3 separate regions of the Mus musculus genome follow, and regions 1 and 2 are each linked to region 3. A link is a contact called in public Hi-C data. All regions are on one chromosome and are shown on one strand. Each heading gives the region's core, a stretch centred on a gene start, on an enhancer-like site or on the middle of the called end of the contact. The rest is flanking DNA. Distances are from core to core; before and after follow the strand shown.

Region 1 (4,466 bases), core at 253-2,752, 200 kb after region 3:
CCTTTTGAATGGTCATGTGGGTGACTCCCAATATGAGGCTATCACAGGCATTGCCTCCATGAACACTGTGCATGATTCCTGGTACCCAAGACAGCGCACTTCTGTAAAGTATACATGTGTCTAGGAGTAAAAAACGCCAAGTAACAAAGCTCTAAAATTATAGGTGCAGACACCTGGCTTTGCAAAGTGATTCTGTCACTCTCTGTGTGTGCTGCAGCGTTCCCATGGTTCTGCATCTGTACCAACACTGAGCATCCTGTCTGGTACCCCTCCCTGTCTCTGTTGGCTATTGCTGCAGAATAATAGATGGCCTTCAGAAATCACAAGACAGCAGGCATTTTCTCACACCTGTTCTTGGGTTAAGAATCCAGAGATGGCTTAGTTGGAATGTTCTGAGCCTCTCAAGAGTCTGAGGTCAAGATGTTATCCAGAGCCATAGTCATTTGGAAGTTGAACTGAGCAGGAAGATCTGTTTCCAGCTCCCTGATACAGCTGGTGGCTGGGAGCCTCCATTGGTTGGACCACAGTGTCCTCGGGGAACTGCTTATGACAGGACAGCAGGCTTCCCCAAGCAAACTAATGGGGGGGGGGGAACACCCAGATGGAACTCCACGTGACTTTCATAAACTAAACTCGGGAGCAGCATATCAACATTTTCTGTTGATCATACACACTAGCTCTGATAATAAATGGGAGATTACAAACACCAGGGCATGGCGACCATTCCGAACCATCCTGAAGGCTGCTTACCACTCACCGTGGCTTCAGTTTACCTAAAATTGATTGTTCATATGTTGAAGATGTTCACACTTGTATTGGCCATGAGGTTTGTGAGTATTTTGTGGGTTTTTTTTTTTCTTGTTGGTTTGTATTTTTCTTAGTGATTTATAGTACTTTTAATTGTTTAGAGTCAAGGTTTCTCTAGGCATCCCAGGTTGACATCAAAGCTATGATCCCTCTGCCTCAGCCTCTGCATTGGTAGTATTATCTGTGTACCTGAACACTTGGCTTGAAGGGTACTTGTATTCTAGATAAGACACCTTTTATTCTGCATTACAACTCTTTTCCCGCGTGGGGCTCATCTTTTCACCTTTTAATGAAGCCTTTCTTATTAATGAAGTTTCCCTTTGGTGTTAGAGATCAAACTCAGGGTCCATGGAAAACAGGCAAATACTCTACCACTGAGCCCTAGCCCTAGCCCTTACTAATGCCTTTTAATAAAGAGAAGTTCTTATTTGAGCAGAGCCAAATCCATAGCTGGTGATTTGTATCTTACTTAACAATTTTCTCCTGAGGTCAGGAAAACATTCTTTCATATTATCTCCTAAAAGCTTTATTATTTGCCTTCTAAAAGTTAGATCCATAATGCTCTTGGAATAGATTTTGTGCAGGTATGATGTAAGGGTCTAATTTTATGTTTTTTCTGTCCTGGTCCCCTATTGTCCCAGCACTGTTTATGAGAACACTGTCCTTTTCTATGGCTCTGCTGAGTCACCCTGATGATGCCTGTTTCCAGGCACAGCGCTCTGATCAATGGCTCCTTTTGTTGGCTCTGGTTCACATGTCACACGTTTTTAAGCAGATCTTTGTATTAAGTCTTAATATCGTGTCTGGTAAGATCTCTAGCTTTGTTTCCAAGAAGCACAAAGGAAAATGATGCACTTCTTCCTCCAGAGTGGCTGTTCTGGGGAGTAATGAATGGTTTCTGCCCTTAGGAGTGCCTAAATCCTGATAATCCTTTAATATCTAAATGATCGCTCACCTTGTCTGTGACATCTCCCCCAGGTATAGAATCCCTCATCTGACCACCTCTGAGAACAAGGGCCCATCCCTGTCAAGTGGCTAGCTACACAGATTGCTAATTCCTGTGACTGCTTTATTCCCTGTTCTAGAATGCAAATGTTCCAAAGGCTCCTTCGAGGCTCGCATCTCATTCAGCGTTGTCAATCTAGCACAAGACCTATACACAGTAGATACTCGGTAAGTATTTGTGACATCAGTGTATTTTCATCATTTGAACTGGTGTTTAATTGTAACATGGAGCACCAGACTAAAGAATGAATTTTACTTCCCCAAAGTCTCCAACGGTATCCAAATTCAAGTTTCTAATCAGTAATCATGCACAGACTTGGTGTTAAAACTATAATGTGATATTCAGCTAACTCTGGGCTTACACTATACAGCTCTTATGGTCCTTCGTGAACAAGAACTGAAGTCTTATTTCTGATTGCAAAGAGTCAAAATAAAAACACAAATCCCTTGAATGCTCTCTCTCTCTCCCTCTCCCTTTCCTTCTCCCTCTCCCTCTCCCCCTCTTTCTCTTTCACACACACACACACCTTCTTCTTGTTTTCCCACTCTCCTCCATGTTTGTAGGCTCCATAAAGAGTAATAGGAATGAAGGCAGTGCCAACATCTTCTCATCTCTTGCTGTCACAATCCTCCTTTCACCCACCTTGTAGATGCCAATGCTGGCTATCCCTGGGATCCTGTATGAGCCTTCAGGAGCCCCTGAAGGGTGGTACCTCGTCCCTAGGAGTACTCACATGCCAAAAGTCCATGAGCTCAAAGGCACTTTCCTTCATCCCACCAGAATTCTTATCCCCAGGGAAGTGAGATGAGGTTCTGGCCAAGCTGGCCCTGTGCCAGTTGTTAAGCTGTTATCTCTCAGCCCCAAACTCGACACTGAGGTCTTGTGATCCAGGAGCCAGCAACTGGAAGAGCACATCTCTGCATTTCTAGCTGCTTCCTGCTAGGTTCTGTTCTCTGAGGGCATTAGAGGGTGACTGAGGCTGCAAAAGGAGCAGGCTCTTTCTCTTCTCCTGAGTACCCCTAGCAATATTTCCTGTCTCCTGATTCTTCCTCCCATGATACCAGCTGATCCCAGTCTGCAGCCGGAAACTGTCCTGGGAAGACAGCCCCAGTGCGTTTTTCTTCAGTCCCAGCCCTTGCATACAAATCTAACCATCAGTGCCCAGAGTACCTGTCTCCAAGTGTTAATTCCATTTTATCATTAATTCCCCAAAACTAGGGGCATTGAAATTCTCTTCAACTGCTTCCTCTCTAATAAATCAATAATGTCTTCAAGCAGTTTTAGTTACCTGGTTATCTTCTTATCTGTTGGTTGGTTGTTTTGGTGAGACAGTCTTGAGCATCCCAGGTTGCCCTCAAACTCACTGTGTAATTGAGATAACCTTGAACTTCTGATTGCTAGAACTTACAGACATGCCTCACCACACCTAGTTTCTACTTAACGGTGCTTTGTGTTATATTTTCTTATTAAGCAGCTAATAAGGTTTCTACGTGGGACTGACAGAATAGTGCAGATTCTCCTCCTAGCAAAGCACTTTCCTGTTCTTATTCATTCACGCCAATAACCCCAATGTAAAAAGTCTGGGTACAGTCCTCAGGAAATTTGAGCTCTCCCAACTTCTAATGCCAGACATAAAAGAAGATATCTAAAGTTTCTCTGAGTCTATTTGGCCAACTGAAATAGAAATAGCAGAGGCTAGCCTCTTGCTTGGTTTCCAAAAAGAGACCATGACCAAAAGCAGCTTGAGGAGAATTGTGCTTACTTGGCTTATATGCCTCCATCACTTGTCCATCCTCTTGAGGGAAGCCAAGACAGGAACTCAATCAGGGCAAGGACCTAGAAGCAGGAACTGATTCAGGGACCATGGAGGAACTTTGCTTAGTAGCTTGCTTCTCATGGGTTGCTCAAACTGCTTTCTTCTGTGACCCAGGCCCGATAGCTCAGGGATGCTCTAGGCCCTCCCATGTCAAAAAAAAGTCACCATAGACTTGCCTACAGGCCAATCCAATGGAAACACTTTCTCAATTTAAGTTCCCACCTCCCAGATGATCCTAGCATGTGTCAAAATGACCTAATCAGCAAATCCATCCTCAGAGGAACATCTGAACCTCGTCAATGAAAACCAATAAAACTTGGTACCTCAAGAAATATCCATTGAAATCACTCTCATTGAGAGGAGGAGGTTAGGCATGGGTCAACCAAAACTAAAGATGGAGTCGTAGTTAGGGTTTTATTGCTATAAAGAGACATCATAACCAAGGCAACTCTTATAAAGGAGAACATTTAATTGAAGCTGGCTTACAGTTTGGAGGTTTACTCCATTATCATCATGGCAGGAAGCATGACAGAGTCCAGGCAGACATGGTGCTGGAGAAGGAGCTGAGAATTCTGAAGCTTTACCTAAAGATAGTCAAGAGGAGACTGGAATTCTACACTGGGCAGAGCTTGAACATAAGAAACCTCAAAGCCCACCCCCACAGTGACACACTTCCTCCAACAAGGCCACACCTCTTAATAATGTCACTTCCTGTGGGCCAAGCATTCAAACACATCAGTCTATTCAAACCCTATTCAAACATATGGCAAACTAATAGAAATGCACTACTTTGTAAGCTGTCTTAATTGTTCTATTGCTATAAGAGCACCATGACCA
Region 2 (4,332 bases), core at 245-2,744, 170 kb before region 3:
GTAGACCATGCTATCCTTGAACTTGAAGTTCCTTAAACTACAGAGCTCACCATCGTCCCCAGCACTGGCATGGGTTCCAATCCTGCTCTTCTATTGACAGCTATGGGATGTCAGATGCATCGTTCAACCTCCTCAGCTCAGTTTTCACATAAGTGAAGTGGAGAGAGAGCCCTATATGTATATCATAAGGTTTTGGTGAGGATTAAATGAGATTCATGTATAACCTGCGTTCAGTACAAGTCTTTTACAGGAGCTCACTCATCGTCATGTATTACAATTATTTAGTCTTTTTAAAAAATCATATTCTGAGATAAGTCATTTTTAGTCTTATTAAAAAAAAGAACAGAAGGAAATGGACTTCGTTCGACTCAGAAAGGGATGGTGAGTCACTGAGAGTGTTTCAGGCTCAGGGACGACATGATAAGATCTATGCTCCGAGAAGATTAATTTGTCTGCAGCTCGTAGGCTGACCTGCAAGAAGAGGGTACTGAGGTAGGTCTGTCAGGCAGGAGACTGACGTAAGTGTTCCAGCCGCTCAGTACAACATGGCAGCCACCAGCCACATGGGATCATTTAAATAGGAATCAATGAGAATTAAATGAAAAGTAAAGAATTCAGTTCTTCCTGTACAATAGCCAGACTTCACATCCTCAGCAGCCAGTGACCAGGGGCTGCTAGCAGGGAGAGCACACATTTCCATTCTTCCAGTAAGTTCTGTCAGACAGCGCTGGCCAAAAGTGGTGGTTCTCATACCTCAGGAGCCTCAGAATAAGCTGGAAGTTTTGTTACAGTAACGGAACACTCAGTTTGGTCTTTACTTCAAGAGGTCTGGGTGGTGTCTGTTGCCTATTAGCCTGCTGCAGTTTTGTGGACAATAGATGGAGAAACCACTTCTCAGTCTATGGGCTGGGAGAGAGAGGATCTTTCATCACACATAGGAAAGTACACGTCTCGGCTGTTTGCTCTAGCTCTGCCCCTGTCAGGTTTGGATCCAGCCTCTCTCTAGGACTGAGCGTCTGGGACCAGTCCTGGGGTTTTGTATTAGGGCAAGGTGTGCATGGGAGCTCGCTGTGGATTTTTGTGTTTGTTTTTGTTTTGAGACTCAGGTGTTCCCAGGCTGGCCTCCAACTTACTCTTGTAGTCAGGATAGCCTTGAACTCCCCATCCCCCTGCCTCTCCCTCCCAGGTGCTGGGAATTCAGGTGTGCACCACCACACCTCCTTCATGCTAGGGACTTGTTAGGCAGGCACCTTCCTAACCCAGCTCCATCCCCAGCCCTGCAGCTGCTGCAGTGGAAGCCAGTGCTGAAAGCAAGTATAAGTCAGAGCTTGGGCACCAGAGGGGTGCATCACAGAGCAGAGAAGGGACTGTCGCTCCCTGTCACCCTGCAGTTCACCTTCTGAGCCGTGGCTGGGGAAGAAGGAGGGGACAGAAGCTTTGAGGACCAAAAAGTCAAGGATTTGCTGCCTTTGTTCTTCCGTCACACCTGACAACTCTCTCCCTGAGGCAAGAGGAGATGACTCATGTCTAGCTGCAGGGCCTGGGTGGCGGGAAGAGCCTCGGGGCACAAGTGACAAAATCCAGTAAAGTGGGAATTGGGGAAACAAATCATTTAAAGCCATAGCCTATTATATATAGAGTCACTGTGTGCTGAAGGAAGAAACATCCTAGGGCTTGCTCTCTGTGAGCCAGAGATGGTATCTCAGGTGGGTCGGCTCTGCAGGGCATCCCTTTCCTTCTGAGCATTCTAGCCAGGCAGGGATGGGGGTGGGGTCTGTGCTAGAATGCACTTTATCTCTGCCATGCAAGCTTTTTGGAGATGAGCATCAGATTTATATCAGTGTCTGGTTAGGCATTCTTCCAAAAACCACCACCAGTATTTCTCCAGTAGGTAGCAAGTAGCTGTGACCTTCTTGGGGTGGCTGTTCTTGAAGTCCCACCAGTTTTCCCAGGATGCTCCCACATCATAGACATCCCCAGAGCTCAGTGTCTAAATGCCTAGGTATGTCAGAGGTTCCCCAGAATCCTCTTGCAATGATGAGGATGACATGGCCAGATGGTATCTTAACTCTTTGCTTGAGTGGTTTGGAAGTGTCTTTTGAATGAAACATGTGTATCTCTGCACATGTGTGTATGTCCAGTGGCAAAGAATAGGGGCCGTGTGGGGAGAGTTCAAAAGGTGCTAATCATGAATGGCTTTGAGATATGAACAGCTCAGAAAATTAGACAATGGGAATGGCAACTTCCCTTAGACTAGGCTCTTTACTTTATCATCCACACATGTTCCTCTGTCATGTACTTATCTATCCATCTGTCTGTCCATCGATCCATCCATCCATCCACCCCCCCACCCACCCATTCACCTATCCATATACTCATCTACTTATTGATTCATTCTTCCATCCAATCACCCACCCATCCCTCCATGTATCTACCCATTCAGCTATCAACCCATCCATCATGCAAACACTGAGCCATTCATATGTACATCCATCTGTGCAAACATCTATCACTCTACCTATCTACCCACCCAGCCACCCAGCCACTGGTCTGTCTTCCTACCCATCTGTCCATCTGTCCATTTACCCATTGATCCATGCACACACACAGCCCCAACATCTAACTATCGCTCTGTCATGCATTTATGATAAATGGGTTTACCAGGAACATTTCCCTCTTTTTCATGGCTTCTGCGCTACCGAGGATATTTGACAGTATATAACACGGAGACATTTCTCTGCTGGGACTCCTTCAACAGATTGTTTCTTACCCCATCGCCTCTGTACAACAGTAGAAGAAACAGAAAACTTATCTTCCTGTGACAGCTCTTTCCTCCGACTGCCTGGGGAACATGACTTGAGCATGTGGCTGTCAGGTTCTCAAAAATCCTTTGAGTTCCATGACTCAGTGATGTGGTTAATGTAGATAGGACTCTTCTATCAAAACGGGGAGCCCATTGAAGAAATGAGAAAATATGCACTGTTTCTCCAGAGAAGGGAAGCAAGACTGCCTTCCTCAGAGCTGGGGAGGCTTCTGTCCCAAGTGTCTGGAAATTAAACCCATCACTTAGTGATCACAGTGAGCAGATTGTGTGGCTTCTGGCTTTTGCTGCTTGGGCTGTGCAAAGCTACTGTGAACAGTTTTGATTGAATGTCCAAATTAAGCTGCCAAGTAGCAACTCTGCAGCTCCAGGGACCCCATGTTAGTATTTATGTCACATCTTTAGAAATAATCACATTCGAAACAGAGCCCAGAGCCATGTCATCTGCCTCTGCAGCGAAGGGACTGGGGGCTGCTTGCTACATCTACTCAGGACCTAGGCAAAGACAGGGCCTCATGGGCACCTCATCTTGGTTCCTTTCTTGAGGGTGTGAATGAGGAAGCATTAAGTCTTGTTTGTCCCTGTTCTCCCTCAACAGGGGACAGGAGGGAGGCGTTCTCTAAACAAGAAGAGGCAAAGCTGACTTTTTGTCTGCTCAATTCCCAGAACAGATGTCCTCAGTATACAGAAAGACCCTCAGGGCTAGCCTAGGGAACAGATGTTCATGGGGAGGGGTTCTCTGGTCTGACAAGTTTCTCTTTTGTCTCCATTTAGCCTCACATGCTCTGTCCTATTCAAAGTGACAAACATTATATCCTAGAAGGACCCAGTCAGGGAATTGTTCTCACTCCTGGGAACTTCGAGGCATAAGGAGACTGGGCTGGAGACCTCAGTGGGCACTTGCTCAAATGCTTCCTAGGATGAGGAGGGACCTATGGGCTCCGACTGTGACAGTCTGGGGTCATAGTAGATATAGAGTAACCCTGAGAATCGCAGGTCCCTTCAGTTATCGGGGGCACTTGTGCCTAAGACAGTTAACACTAGGTGTATTCAGTTATAAAATAACCATGACTTCCAATATTCTGACTCTCAGGAAAAGTCAGTTATGGAACCCACAGCTCCATGAGTCTCACAGTGATGTAAGCTCAGAACTCAGGAGAATAAGAGTGACTTGGGACATTCAAGTTGCCTCTGACTCCAGTGTATTTATGTGTTATTTTTAAAAGTACTTGTATTATTAAAAAGCATGTGTATGTGTGTGAGTATGCGCACCTCCGTACAGGTTACCTGTAGAGGCCATAAGACAGTGTTGGGACTCTTGGAGCAGGAATTACAAGAAGTGGTGAGCTGTCCAGTGTGGGTGCTGGGAACTGAATATAGGTAGCAAGCACTTTTGGCCACCGAGCCATCTCTCCAGTCACAGCCATCTCTCTAGCTACTGGAACATTACCTCTCCAGCCTCCTGACGTTAGTTTGTTAAAAGTAATGGACACAAGCCTGCCCTCACATGA
Region 3 (4,516 bases), core at 1,339-3,838:
GCCTTGAACTGTTCTTCCTGCTCCTTACAGGAAGGCTCATGTATCTTTCCCCCATTGCCTTCCATGTGTTTCTAGTCTTGTTAGTTATGGTTTTGGCCCTAAAAATGCATTTCATTTTGTTATATGTTAAATTGTCAGTATAAATGTGACATACATATATACAACTCAATGCATATAAACAGACAAATCCACACTGTACCTGCATATTCGCACACACACACATACATACATACATACAGCTGTGTATTTATATAAAGCACGATCACATGACCCTACAAACTGCACCATGTGTGTGTACACATATACTCACATATCTACTTTATGTCTGCAACAAATTCATAGGCATTCAGAAATCATGACAAAATTGACCATAGTACTCATTTAGACATAAACACAACTATACAAATAAGCCTATATGTGCACGCATATGTATATATAACACCAAGAACCAAATCTTCAAATGACATTAACATAAAAATAAAAATATCAAAGTAACAAAAAGGTTGTGAGCCAAGTCTGAGACTTCTTCAGTATATTGCCCCTACTCAGTTACCTGAATAGAAGCTCTCATACAGCCAGAAATGGCATCCTGGGGAATGGAGATGTCTGTGATCCCCTTCCATTATATGTTTGTCCAGTTAAATAACACTCAACTATGACAGCTGGTTGTGGGCACATCTCATGGGTTGTAGAAATAGCGCATGCAGCCTCAATTCCAAGCATCCAAATGGGTGTTACTACCTGTCAGCCCACAAGAAAATAATTGGTCAGAGCAATTCGGTGGAATGCCTGAAGTCAACTTAGTGTGTGTCCTTATCTATATGCTAGAACATATGGAACCGGGAAGCTGGTCTGTGCCAGTTCTTTTCAGCATTTGCTATTTCTGAGGGAAAGAACTCACAGGTGTGTGATGACATTTGTGCTTTGGGCAAGCAAGGAGCCCAGACCTAATTACACCTGCATCCTGGTCTGACTTAGAAGATGTTAACAAATGAACAGCACCAGGGCCTTTGGAGAGAAGCTGACGTTTTCAATGCTCTCTCATCCTGAATTCACCACCCCCTCAAATGTAAAAGTGTGAAAATATTTAAGAAGTGTATTCAGAAATCAAACCTTTACATCCCTTCATCCAAGGTCCCTGATATGTAAACAACAGTTTAGGTACATTTAGTTCCTTCAGCCCTTTAGAGGTATATATGTTCACATATACATATGAATGGTTCTGGGTCTGATGTAAGCACACTGTCTCCTGTGTAAATCTGAGCTCCGGAGACAGGAGGGTAGACATATTGGTTTGTTTTCTGAGGAATGAAATTGAGACAAATACACATAGACAACATTTTGCCCACCCAAGTGAGCCACCAGTCAGTCTCCCATCCCTTTAAAAAGATTAGATCTTTCCCGGCTTCTGTCTCCCTAGTGGACTCCTGCAGCAAAGAGCAAAGTTGCCTGGCTCATTGGGCTCAGGGATGAGGAGGAGGGTTGATTAGAGAATGCTGCGTGGGGTGGGCTCTGAGATAACGCGCGCGCCAGAGTGCGCTGTGGGCCCTTGTCCTTAACCCTTCCCTCTGAGGAGCCGGATCCGCCGTACTGCAGTGCCCTGAAGCCCTGATGCTGATTGCCCTGGGCTCCCGAAACTTTGCTTGGTTGTGGGCTTGAGTACGCAGAGCTGAGCTGGCTGGCTGGCTCTAGGAACGCACTAGGAGAGTGTTAGGGAAGGGACCCTTCAGCACCCGGAGTTCCTAGACTAGGACCACGAGGAACGGTGCAGCGGCAAGGGGAGCTGTCCCTTCAGCACCACGGACCTCCAACGACCCGGCCTTGAGAAGTGGGAGGCTGGGCAACAGGAGAGGAGCTGTCCGCTCAGCACCACGGACCTCAGCTCTCCGACGCAAGTGGCCGGCCCCCGCCCCAGGACTCTCCCTTTTCTCCAGTTTGCGCGGGGGTGTGGAGAGCAGGCGGAGAGCTTTCCTGGGAGGCTGGGGAAGCAGTGAACACTCTTCTCAGCGACTCGCCTCCCAGCAGAGCTATTTTTTGCCATCCGCCCTCACCCCCAGCACACGCGCTCGCACACACGCACGCACGCGCGCACACACACACAAACACACACTCACACACACATACACACGCACACACACACATACACACGTACACACACACTCACACACACGCGCGCACACACGCACACACGCTCACACGCTCACACACCAGACCTCTCTGGGTTTCTTTTGCCTTGAGTCTCTCGGGGCTGTGAGAAACCAGGCGCATCTCAAACCAAGCTGGCAGCTCCAAGCTCCGAAGCCATGCCCTGCACAAACGCTAGTCCTCACCAAGCTCCTGAGGAATGAAAGCAACCCAGGAATCCTCTGACCGCGGCAGTGATGTGGACCAACCCCCTGGAGCCCGCACCCTCCCGAGGGCCATAGAGGACTCGGGGAACTGGAGAGAGCCCAAGACAGGAAATCCCAGCTTTCCCAAAGTCCCCGTGGATGCTGACAAAAGGAGATCTGGATTTTTGGAAGAGGCCGTCCTAGGTTACCCAGCTGCAGAGTGATTCTCCCGTCTGTCACTGAATCTACCCCTCCAACCCCCAGCCGTTCAGAGTACCATGAAGAATTATGAGGATGTGTGACAGAGGTATCCAGATGTTGATCACTACTGTAGGAGCCTTCGCAGCTTTTAGTTTAATGACCATTGCAGTGGGCACGGACTACTGGCTATATTCCAGAGGTGTGTGCAGGACTAAATCTACAAGTGACAATGAAACCAGCAGGAAGAATGAAGAAGTAATGACCCACTCCGGGTTGTGGAGGACCTGCTGCTTGGAAGGTACTTACAAATTCCTCTCACTGGCTCTGAATGATCTGCTTCTAATGTCCTGACATGTGTTGGGGGGGAAATAGAGGCAATGGAGGGGAAGAAAAATAGTTTTAATTGTTGTTGGAAATATGTGAGGGTCCAGACTATGCTTCCACGGAGCCTGGTGCTGTGTGGATGGAAGGGTTGGGTCTTGTTGATTGGTTTTGGTCTATGCCAAATGTGATGTGATTTTGTAACGCTCTTAAACACCTTCTGCAGTTGAGAAAGCCTCTAATCCCGAGTCTCTAAGCATGTTGTGCACTGCTTGGATTTCTGTCTATAGAAGGAGACTTTGGATTTGTTTAATTACATTTTGGTGAATGGGGATTATTAAGGAATGGAAGCAGAGAAGACAGGAAGGTGCTGAGGGACTGATCTAACCTGGAGCACTCTGATCTGGTTTTTTATCTTTTAATCAATAAAAGCTTACCAGCCTCTTCTGAGTTTGGTCCAACTAGACATTGTCATGAACTCCCTTTGTTAACTTATACTAGGGAACAATATGTAAGCCCTAATCCCCACACCCTCACATCTAAAGAAAATGTCTTTATGAATAAGTGTTTCATTATTTAGGCTCAAAATAAAACTGAAGTCTTGGTGTTTGCTCTCCACCTGACTTCATTCATAAATCACGCCCATCACCAGCAAATGTATTTCCTTGACATTTAGATAAGACTGACTCTGAGAATTGCATCTCATTGCTTCTAATTTTAAAAATTAGAGGATTTGCTCTAAATTATAATGAGGTGGGCAGGCCATTTTAGAATGTGGAGCTCTTAGGTAGCCTATGTCACTACTAAACTTGCTTCACCACTTGAAGAGTGACTGTCAGTTTCAGTGGACAATACCTGGGTATCACAAGGAGTGAAAAAATAATGAAGAAAATCAAAGCTTTGTGAACCTGCTACCTAAGGGAGCCACTAGATTAAAGGGCCACTAAGAAGGGATTTTGTCTGCTTGGTTGATTTTTGCTGTTTCTCTGGCTTCCAGGAAGTCAGTGAAGTTTATCACAGTGATAGTCAGGAAAATACAGGCTTCCTCCCCTCCCCTCGATCTCCCTTGGTTCCTCCCCCTGCATTCCCTGTGGCATTTCTCAGGGTTTCTTGGGAACTCGCATTTATGTAAATGACTTGGGAACTAATGCTATGACATCACTTGCTAGTGTAATATTGCATCATTCTCTGGCCTCCTTCCCACGTCCTGACGCTCTGAACTCTCCTGCCTATAGCGCCACTACAGTTGATTCTGTTTCCAACACAGATTTGCAACTGGTGGGAAACCCAGGAGGGAAAGGGCTACTTCATGTGAAGTCAGAAAACACCAAGTACTGCTGCAAATGGTCTCTATACTCTTAGCTAAGAGATTTGTCCCTTTTAACTCTCAGTTAACCCAAGAAATGACTGATTCAGAATCAATAGTCTTGAGTTAGAACTACTGAAGCGTACACTGCAGCCAGTAAACTGACAGAAATTCTAAAATGTGGTTATTTCTGACCATTTGCAGTCGGCTAGCATGAGGTCATTCACCTTGGAGAATTTCCACCATTCCCTTTGCTGTGTTGGCAATTATGAATCGAATCAGTTTTGCAATGCTGTGATTGGTATATATGACGATGCCTACATAAGTGGCATTAAAAAAAAAAACCCGGGTTCTTCCC

Evidence for each region. Hi-C and Micro-C count contacts between places; a contact is called where the count stands out from the background.
Region 1: a Hi-C map of the N1E-115 cell line shows a contact between it and region 3, with 2.6 times the contacts expected there. The contact joins the enhancer-like site here to the promoter of Cacng3 in region 3. A contact is called at or near these places in 11 of 39 promoter capture datasets (the C10 cell line, cranial neural crest, embryonic stem cells and 5 more), 1 of 15 datasets of contacts at CTCF or cohesin (large pre-B cells), 2 of 484 Hi-C or Micro-C datasets (the N1E-115 cell line and ventricular fibroblasts), 3 of 115 datasets of contacts at active chromatin or transcription factors (SST interneurons, embryonic basal ganglia and forebrain) and 4 of 9 other capture datasets (adipose tissue, embryonic stem cells, liver and 1 more).
Region 2: a contact with region 3 is called in a Hi-C map of the N1E-115 cell line, with 6 times the contacts expected there. The contact joins the enhancer-like site here to the promoter of Cacng3 in region 3. A contact is called at or near these places in 17 of 39 promoter capture datasets (the 3T3-L1 cell line, the C10 cell line, Sertoli cells and 10 more), 3 of 15 datasets of contacts at CTCF or cohesin (CD8 T cells, embryonic stem cells and pro-B cells), 36 of 484 Hi-C or Micro-C datasets (B cells, ECoMG myeloid progenitors, the G1E-ER4 cell line and 18 more), 15 of 115 datasets of contacts at active chromatin or transcription factors (PVALB interneurons, SST interneurons, embryonic basal ganglia and 10 more) and 5 of 9 other capture datasets (adipose tissue, embryonic stem cells, liver and 2 more).

Annotation. Positions count from the first base shown.
Region 1 is chr7:122,870,914-122,875,379 of GRCm38.p6, forward strand. No RefSeq gene overlaps it. Among named protein-coding and RNA genes, the nearest start is that of Gm39082, 51 kb to the right of the region's middle. Within about 2 kb of position 1,503, at least 19 of the 459 cell types and tissues checked have an H3K27ac peak or open chromatin away from gene starts, as enhancers often do. A contact at or near this core is called in the N1E-115 cell line, where this site is marked.
Region 2 is chr7:122,497,182-122,501,513 of GRCm38.p6, forward strand. All of the region lies in intron 5 of Prkcb (protein kinase C, beta), which reads left to right. Among named protein-coding and RNA genes, the nearest start is that of Cacng3, 170 kb to the right of the region's middle. Within about 2 kb of position 1,495, at least 14 of the 459 cell types and tissues checked have an H3K27ac peak or open chromatin away from gene starts, as enhancers often do. A contact at or near this core is called in the N1E-115 cell line, PVALB interneurons, SST interneurons and 1 more, where this site is marked.
Region 3 is chr7:122,669,156-122,673,671 of GRCm38.p6, forward strand. It overlaps Cacng3 (calcium channel, voltage-dependent, gamma subunit 3), which reads left to right and starts at 2,589. Exons shown (of 4, transcript NM_019430.2): 1 at 2,589-2,829. The coding sequence starts at 2,619.